Linked DNA regions of Danio rerio: regions 1 and 3 are each linked to region 2. Evidence: chromatin contacts called from public Hi-C data. All regions are on one chromosome and are shown on one strand. The core of a region is the stretch at or near the end of the contact, and the rest is flanking DNA. Distances in the headings are between cores, read along the strand shown. Region 1 holds the start of nus1 (NUS1 dehydrodolichyl diphosphate synthase subunit). Region 2 holds the start of dcbld1 (discoidin, CUB and LCCL domain containing 1). Region 3 holds the start of igf2r (insulin-like growth factor 2 receptor).

Region 1 (2,700 bases), core at 199-2,698, 140 kb after region 2:
CAAGCAAAAGCAGTGCACACTTTGAGGAGTTAACCAGGCGATGTGTACTCTGTTGAAATAGTTGGGTTAAAAATACCCCAACCTATAACCCAACTTTAGGTTATTATAGCTCCTTCTCAAATATAGGTTATTTTTAACCCAATGCATTGGATTATCTAATTTAACCCAATGCATTGGTTTATTTTGATTAAATGTTGTTATTTTTTCCATTCTGGTATTACTATTGCTACTATTACTAGTGCTACTATTGATTTTATAATAATGGCTGGCTAAATAAAAAATGTATAAAAATATTGAAAATGCTTTATTTCCATTTCATTTTAGTTCCAGACACTTTTGTTAAAATAAATCAGGAATTACAAACAATGAAGAACAAAGTGCAGACAGTTATATACTGTGCAAGCAGAAAATCATGTACAGAATATGGAGCTCTGTGTGTGCTGTAGAGGCTGTCCAGCAGCAACAGCAGGCTTCACTCAGTGTCCACAATGTGCAATACATTTTAACCACATCCAAACGCTTCGAAAAGATGGTCTTGGAGGGTAAAACAGATATAAAAACCACGACACAGAGGTAATTTGTTTAAAAAAAAAAAAAAACAAAATGATTGCGTTATAGCTTAAATCAACTTTATAATGCAAAAACAAGATTATGCACGCACAATACAGCTGTTTTGTGTCAGTTAAATCAGTTGATAGTAGAAATTCTAAATTTTAACCCAACTGGCAACTGGTTGAGTTATTAAATAAACACCCAAAATAAAGGTTAAAAATAACCCAACAAAGCGCCAAATATTTAACTCAACTGGTTGAGTTATTAATAAATAACCCGATAAAGGATAAAAATAACCCAACAAAGCACTAAATATGTTTAACTCAACCATAGGGTTAAATAAATAACTCAATGTTTTTTTTAGAGTGCATGTAATGTAAGCTTCTTTTCGAAATATTTACATACATATTTAAATTTAACGTTAATATTTTTGAAGTAAGGAATTTGTTAATAGATAAAGTGTTAAAATAGTATGTGAAATATAAAGTTGCAGTGTTGTCTGAAATAATAATTTAATAAGCGTTAAAAGTTGTTTCAATGAAAAAAAAATTACATAGATATATAAAGTATATTTTAAAGTAAAAAAGCTGAACGTTTTATATTTATAAATCAAGTTAATATGATTTACACATATTCTATTACCGGAACAGCAGCCAATCACATTTCACCATCTCACGAATGCTAAATCAGTGTATTTGATTTAGTTCTGAGATCAGCCTTCGAGTGTTCTTCTCCCATCAGTCTCTTCCAGGGCAGTCCTTAAAACCGATCTCAGAACAGCGCTTTGCATGACCTGCTGACGCTCTCTCATCTGTCCAATCAGAAAGCTCCATGTCACACAGCAGCGGGTTCAGAGTGGAAAGGTTGCCAGGATGAAGAAATGGCAGCCGACGGGCTGCGGTGTTGGCACTGACCAAAATGGCAATTTTCTGTGTCCACCAACGCTCATAAATTCACGCACTACTTTAATATGAGGAACACACGCAAAAATACGATACGAAAATTAAGCTAGGAAGGCGTTTGAAGACGTTAACGCGATGGCTTCGCTGTATGAGATGGTGTGGCGGTTTTTGCACGCGCTGTTGTATCTCCAGCGCGCGATTGTCGCCTGGTTCCGAGTCCACATCTGGAGGTGGAAACTGGCCGTGGTGGACTTATTATTGCCCCTTGCCCTTGGCTTTCATAACCAGAAAAAAACAGGACCCAAAGGCACACGGACCAGCCGCAGGGTTCGCTGGGGAGCCGATGGCAGGACGTTAGAGAAGCTGCCTCTTCATGTGGGGCTATTGGTGACCGAGGAGGAGATCCACTACACGGATATTGCCAATCTGGTGGTCTGGTGTATGGCAGTGGGCATCTCGTATGTCAGTGTTTATGATAATCAAGGTAAGACTTTTATGATTCTTATGAATTTGGATTCTTGTGAAAAGATAATGCCAAGAATTTGAAGACTTCGAGGACAACACATACACTTAAGTTAATAATACACAAATATAGTTTATTGAACGTAACATTACACGTAGACATCATCTATATACTATATAACTACAGGACAACTATGTTTATATGTAGCAACTTTAACTGTTAAAAGCTATTAATAATGAAAGGTAATTCCTACCAATTTTAAATAAATATTGGAAAATAGAATGAAAACCAGATTAACAATTTCATTCTGATTTATATTTTAATTTTATTTGATTTGGTTAAAAGTGGCAGGAATTACCTTCCATACATAATCATTGCTAGTTAATTAGTTAAAGTTATTGGTTACTAATAAAGTTAGGGTACCTAATAACCTTAACTTTTCCGAATTTGATAGTAATTCAGTAATGTGCACCTTTTGTAAAGCTACCTTGAAACAATAATTATTGTGTTTCTATACAAATAGACTTGAATGAGTTCATAAGGGAAGTGGACTGAAGTCACATGCGTTCAGTCACCTGCTGTTTCTTCAGCACTCATGATTCAGGCAGATCTAGTGTTTTGCTGAAATACTTTAGTGTTTACAAATTACAAAATTAGATCTCTTTTTATTGCAAAGGTTGTTACATTGTCCCGTGTAATCTCCTATTGAAATAATATATAGAGGGAAAATATGTCTGGTCTTAGCAACAAAAATATTTCCTCACCAGCAAGTCCAAAGAAGTG
Region 2 (2,700 bases), core at 63-2,562:
GACAACCGATGCCGCATACATAGGGCATATACTGCATGAAGCTAATTTGCAGCCCTTGTCCCTGGTTAGGCTTTACATTAAAAAATAAATACAAATCAACAAATAAAAACAACAACAAACGTGCAGTATACAGAGCCACAAACAAAAAATGTAAGTCAATCTGCATTCTAAAGAGAATTGTAAACCTGACCAACCTGAAAGAATAATATTTAATGTTCATGTTGCTGTAAAGATTTCAACCATTTATTTAGCTTTTCAGGAAAAAAAAAACTGGGAGTTCTGTTTGTATCTTTAATTCAACAGGCATGGCATTCCATGATGTAAACCTTTCACTGAAAAGGATGACTTACCCACAGTGGTTCTGTATCTGTGGATTCTACAATTCCCACTTACTGTCCCTCTATTCTTGCAGTTTGCCCCATCGCTACTGAATAATACAAAAAATTACAAAAAGAAAAAAACTCTAAATATTATATATTTAACATTATTTTTCTATGATATGCAACATTATTACTAATTCTAAAAATGGCAAAATATTATTAACCATTTTTAATAATATTAGTCCCTTTATTAATCTGGAGTCGCCACAGCGGAATGAACCGTCAGCTTATCCAGTACAGTGTCACCATATTATATATTTAACATATTTTGTTTCTATGATATACAACATTACTACTAATGCTAAAAATACCAAAATATTAGTTACCATTATTATATAATTGCAATATTCTAGTACATTACATCATTAATATTTACCATTATTATATCATCGCATCTTGTAGAATAAAGTGTTTATGTTTATCTTTGTTTTTTTATATTATATTATAAAATTGATGAAAGATACACGTTTTAATGTTAGCCTATAATTTACGTCTAAAAGACAGATAAATAAAATTAAGTAAATTAAATGGAAGATCAGATGCAAAAAAAATCTAATAGTTTAATAAAACTTTTCCAAGACATACAACTAATGATATAAATAAAATAAAGAAAATTAAACAAGTAAATAAAATCGAAAATGCAAAAAAAAATCTAATAGTTTAATAAATACTTTTTCAAGACATAAAACTAATGATATAAATAAAATACGCAAATAAACAAGTGAATAAAATGGAAGATGCAAACTATTTAAAAAAAATCTAATAGTTTAATAAAAAACTTTGCAAGGCATAACAATGCATGGCTCCTCAGTATCATTTCCACAACTATTATCCTATTAACAGCCTGACTCTAGTCTAGAGAGAGCCGTCAGACTGGTTCAGTGACCGCTTGGTGCCGCCTGTGGGAGAAACACGGAAGAGAAAAGAGTTCATTCAAGGCGGTCCGGGGATCCGCGCGGACAAACACACACACACGTACACGAGTTTCCCCCGGTAAACATGCTCCCGTGACGCTTCTCCAATGTGCCTTCGCGTTTTACTCTCATTCACTGCGGATTTAAGTGGAAATGTCTGGACACACCGTTCTGTATGGACTGATTCTCTTATATTCAATTCACCCGCTCGTGCTCGCCGAGAAACCGGGTAAGTGAACAATAAAAAACACGGCAGATGATCGCAAACAAAAGGGTCTGTTTGTTGAGGCGTCAGAGGTTTCTGCTGGAGGACTTTGAGCTGTTTGTGTTTAACATGCTTTTGTGGTTTTAAATCTTTTTTTTTCAGTAATCATACCTCAGCTTCTGGGGAGTTATAATGTGTAAAAGTTAGTTGCTTCAGATTGATCCTGTAAGCTCTCTTGTAAGACGTATTGTATTTAAATTTATCAGAAGGTGTGTTTATGTGCTATCATATAGGCTTAGCATGTTGACTTGGGATTTCTGTTTATGTTTCGTGTTGTTTATTTATTTGCCTGAGGAAAACCGAAGTAGCTTTTTCAACCTGGAAATCCTATTAACTCATAAAACCTGTAAGAGTTAACACCGATATCGTTAAACTCCAGGTTTGGTTGATCGATAAGATGGTTGGTGTCAACTTTAGTTCACTATAAAAATGTTGACTGTATTGTAACAGCAGTTAACACAACATGTTGTCCATGAGGGCAACTTTCCATCACCTTCACATTGGGACTGTATTGCAGACAAACGTGGCTCGGATGGTCTGATCTGCATTGTGAAATAAAATAGAGGTGACAACTTCATTACCATGGTACTTTGAATATTTGGTTTAAAATCCCACACATGATTACAAAACAACTTTAGCACTATTAATTTGACTGTGAACATTGTTGTACTTTGATAGTCATTGGCTGCTAATACGATTTCCAAGTTCTGAATTTGCCAAGAATACTTTTATGAAGCTATATTATTAAGGAGAAAGTTCGAATGTGGAAATTAAAAACCAACTTTACCTCAATAAATAAGTTGACTGTATTATAACAGGAGTTAATACAACATGTTGTCCATGAGGGCAACTTTCCCTCACCTTCACATTGGGGCTGTATTTCAGTCAAAAGTGGCTTGGATGGTCTGAACTGCATTAGGGTAAAGTTGGTTTTATATTCACACATTCATTCAGTGACAACTTCATTACCATGGTACTTTGAGTATTTGGTCTGAAATCACATGTATGAATGACTTCAAAACAACATTAGCAATATTTATTTTACCATAAACATTGTTGTACTTTGATAGTCATTGACTGCTGATATGATTTCCCAGTTTTGAATGTGCCAAGAATACTTTTATGAAACTATATTATTAAG
Region 3 (2,700 bases), core at 32-2,531, 190 kb before region 2:
TTTGTCAATGTTGCACATGGTACAATTTGTTAAGCCTGGATGCTTTTAACCCCCCCACCAGTCACAGGCCTCAAAAACACTCGAGAAATGGTTAATTATAATCCAGACTCCACACTGCATATACTCGTGATGTGACCATTGCGAATGATCACATTGAGATATCGATATATTGTGCAGCCCTAATATATATACTGTACATATATATTTTAAACTAAAATAAACAATACTGTTTGACTCAAATGTAAAAAAATTGAGCCAAGATTCCATAATCAGACATTACTTTCTATTACATATCAAGCAACCAAATTACGTTTCAGACTAAGTAATTAGAAAAGTAATTGAAACATCGCAATGATTATGTAATCGATTACATTTTTTTTAAGTAACTTGCACAAAGAATCAAACATCTTGAGCAGAATTGACATCAGCAACATGACATGAAGGCTCAATCATAAAAAGAAGGCCAGTGCCTAAATGAATACATTTCATTGTCTGATTTGGCAAAAGTATCTATCTATTGTGCTGTTAATTTGGGTCATTGAGGTAAAGCTGGTTTATATTCGCACATTCGTACTTTCTTTTTAATAATAGTTTCAGAAAAGTATTATTTGCAAATTCTAAACAGGGAAATCATATTAGCACCCAGTGACATTGATGTAAAGTTGGTTTTATATTAACATATTTTGACTTAATAATCCTAATGCTGTTTTAAAGTCAGACTTGCATGAGATTTCAGACCGAATATTCAAACTAGAGTGGTAAACAAAATAGAGACGGTGTCACAAGTTGTAAATGCAATGACTATCGAACACCAACAGTGTTCACAGTCAATAAAATTGTACTAATATTGTTTTGAAGTCATGCATGTATGTGATTACAGACGGAATATTTAAAATAGCTTGGTAAACAATATAAAGAACGTGTTACTGTTAAAAAATTTTATCATTTGCAACCAACTTTACTTCATAGGTTGGGTCTAGATACCTAAATGCAGTCAGGGCCACAACTATCACTCTATCATCATATAAATTGCAATAAACAGGAAAGTAAAACACGTTTAATCTTAATTAATCACATCTTAACGAGTGTTTATGTGATACTCGTCAATCCTATCCAGCAAAGATCATCGTTAAGAGTGTTTGTTTATTTAGGATCTCACCTGCACAGATCCTGGTACCATAGGCTGTCATCCGAAGCCGCCGCTGACGACACGCATTGTAGAAATAGAAAAGTATTAATAATAACAGTAGCAGCGACTCCGCAAAATCCAACACGACCCATATTTTACACAAGGAAATTTATTAGTGCGCTTCTTCCGACATGATACAGCAGTCCTTTCTGATTACTGATCATTACCCGTGTAGCAGGAACCACTCACAGTCACATGACATGACATGTGGTACAGGTCACGTGGTGCATAGAGCTAGAATGACCCAGAAAGATTTTGAAGTTTGAGCACGATAAAAAGGGGGCTGGGCTTAGCAGGCCATTCACATTTCCGTGTGTGCCATTCAGATGATTTTTATCATTTCTTGCGTTGCGTAAAAGAATATTTGTGATTAGGAGAGTCATTTTCGAAAAACACAACCAATTATCTTTGGCGATTTAAATTGCTTGAAAAAAATCTTTAAAATATACATTTCTTGTTTCATATCATTTCTCGTGTCGTATTTATGATTACTTAAGTAATTTTGGAAACACTTACTTTAACTATCATCTCTAATTAAATTGATATTACTTGAAAAATATCTTAAAAATACACATTTCTGTTTTATATAATTTCTTGCATCGTGTAAAAGTATATTTATAATTAGGAAATAAGTCATTTTCGAAAAACTAACTATAACTGAAATCTGACGATTGAAATTGCTTGCTTACAAATACACATTTCTTGTGTCGTGTAAAAGAACAGGCTAGCGTTATTTATGATTTCTAGAGTCATTTTCGAAAAAAACTAACTGGAACTATTACCTCTAACAAGTTGATTACTTGATGAATATCTACATTTGTTTTATTATTTCTTATGTCCGTGTTGTGTAAAAGAATAGGCTAAGTAACATTATTATGGTTACTTAGGTCATAGAACATTATTAATAGCTATCAATAGATATAAATAGGCTATTACTTGAAGAATATCTTAAAATAGGCCAACAAATTTCTGGTTTATATCATTTCTTGTGTCGTGTAAACGAGTGGGCTAACATATAAAGTCAATTTTAGAAAAAAAATTTAAATACAATGTCTGAAGATTTAGCTTTGTAGAATATCTCAAAAATACAAATTTGTTTTATAAACATAATTTCTCGTGTCGAGTAGAATAATAGGCTAACGTTATACGAACTATTATATCTGACGAATTAAATTAATATAGCCTAACCTGAAAAATATCTTTAAAATACAGTTGTTTTATATCATTTCTTGCGTAGTGTAAATGTACTTATGATTAGGAAAAAAGCCATTTCTGAAAAACTAACCATAACATATTTGACAATTTAAATCGCTTAAAAATACACATCTGTTTTATATTTATGTCGTGTAAAATAATATATTTAGGCTAACAATTAGTAAATTTATGTTTGGGAAAAACTAACTGTAATTTCTAATTAAATTGATGTATATGAAGTAGGCCTATATCTACACATTTGTTTTAACTTTTTATCATTTTTTTGCGTCGCGTAAAAGAATAGGCTAACTTTATTT

What was found. Hi-C and Micro-C count contacts between places; a contact is called where the count stands out from the background.
Region 1: a Hi-C map of an unstated tissue shows a contact between it and region 2, with 6 times the contacts expected there. The contact joins the promoter of nus1 here to the promoter of dcbld1 in region 2. A contact is called at or near these places in 1 of 18 Hi-C or Micro-C datasets (an unstated tissue) and 1 of 4 datasets of contacts at active chromatin or transcription factors (gastrula embryo).
Region 3: a Hi-C map of hematopoietic stem cells shows a contact between it and region 2, with 4 times the contacts expected there. The contact joins the promoter of igf2r here to the promoter of dcbld1 in region 2. A contact is called at or near these places in 4 of 18 Hi-C or Micro-C datasets (caudal fin, embryo, hematopoietic stem cells and 1 more) and 1 of 4 datasets of contacts at active chromatin or transcription factors (embryo).

Annotation. Positions count from the first base shown.
Region 1 is chr20:45,536,223-45,538,922 of GRCz12tu, reverse strand. nus1 (NUS1 dehydrodolichyl diphosphate synthase subunit) reads left to right here and starts at 1,448. Exons shown (of 5, transcript NM_001002356.1): 1 at 1,448-1,938. The coding sequence starts at 1,590.
Region 2 is chr20:45,674,223-45,676,922 of GRCz12tu, reverse strand. dcbld1 (discoidin, CUB and LCCL domain containing 1) reads left to right here and starts at 1,312. Exons shown (of 15, transcript NM_001039977.2): 1 at 1,312-1,523. The coding sequence starts at 1,448.
Region 3 is chr20:45,861,609-45,864,308 of GRCz12tu, reverse strand. igf2r (insulin-like growth factor 2 receptor) reads right to left here and starts at 1,281. Exons shown (of 47, transcript NM_001039627.2): 1 at 1,160-1,281. The coding sequence starts at 1,281.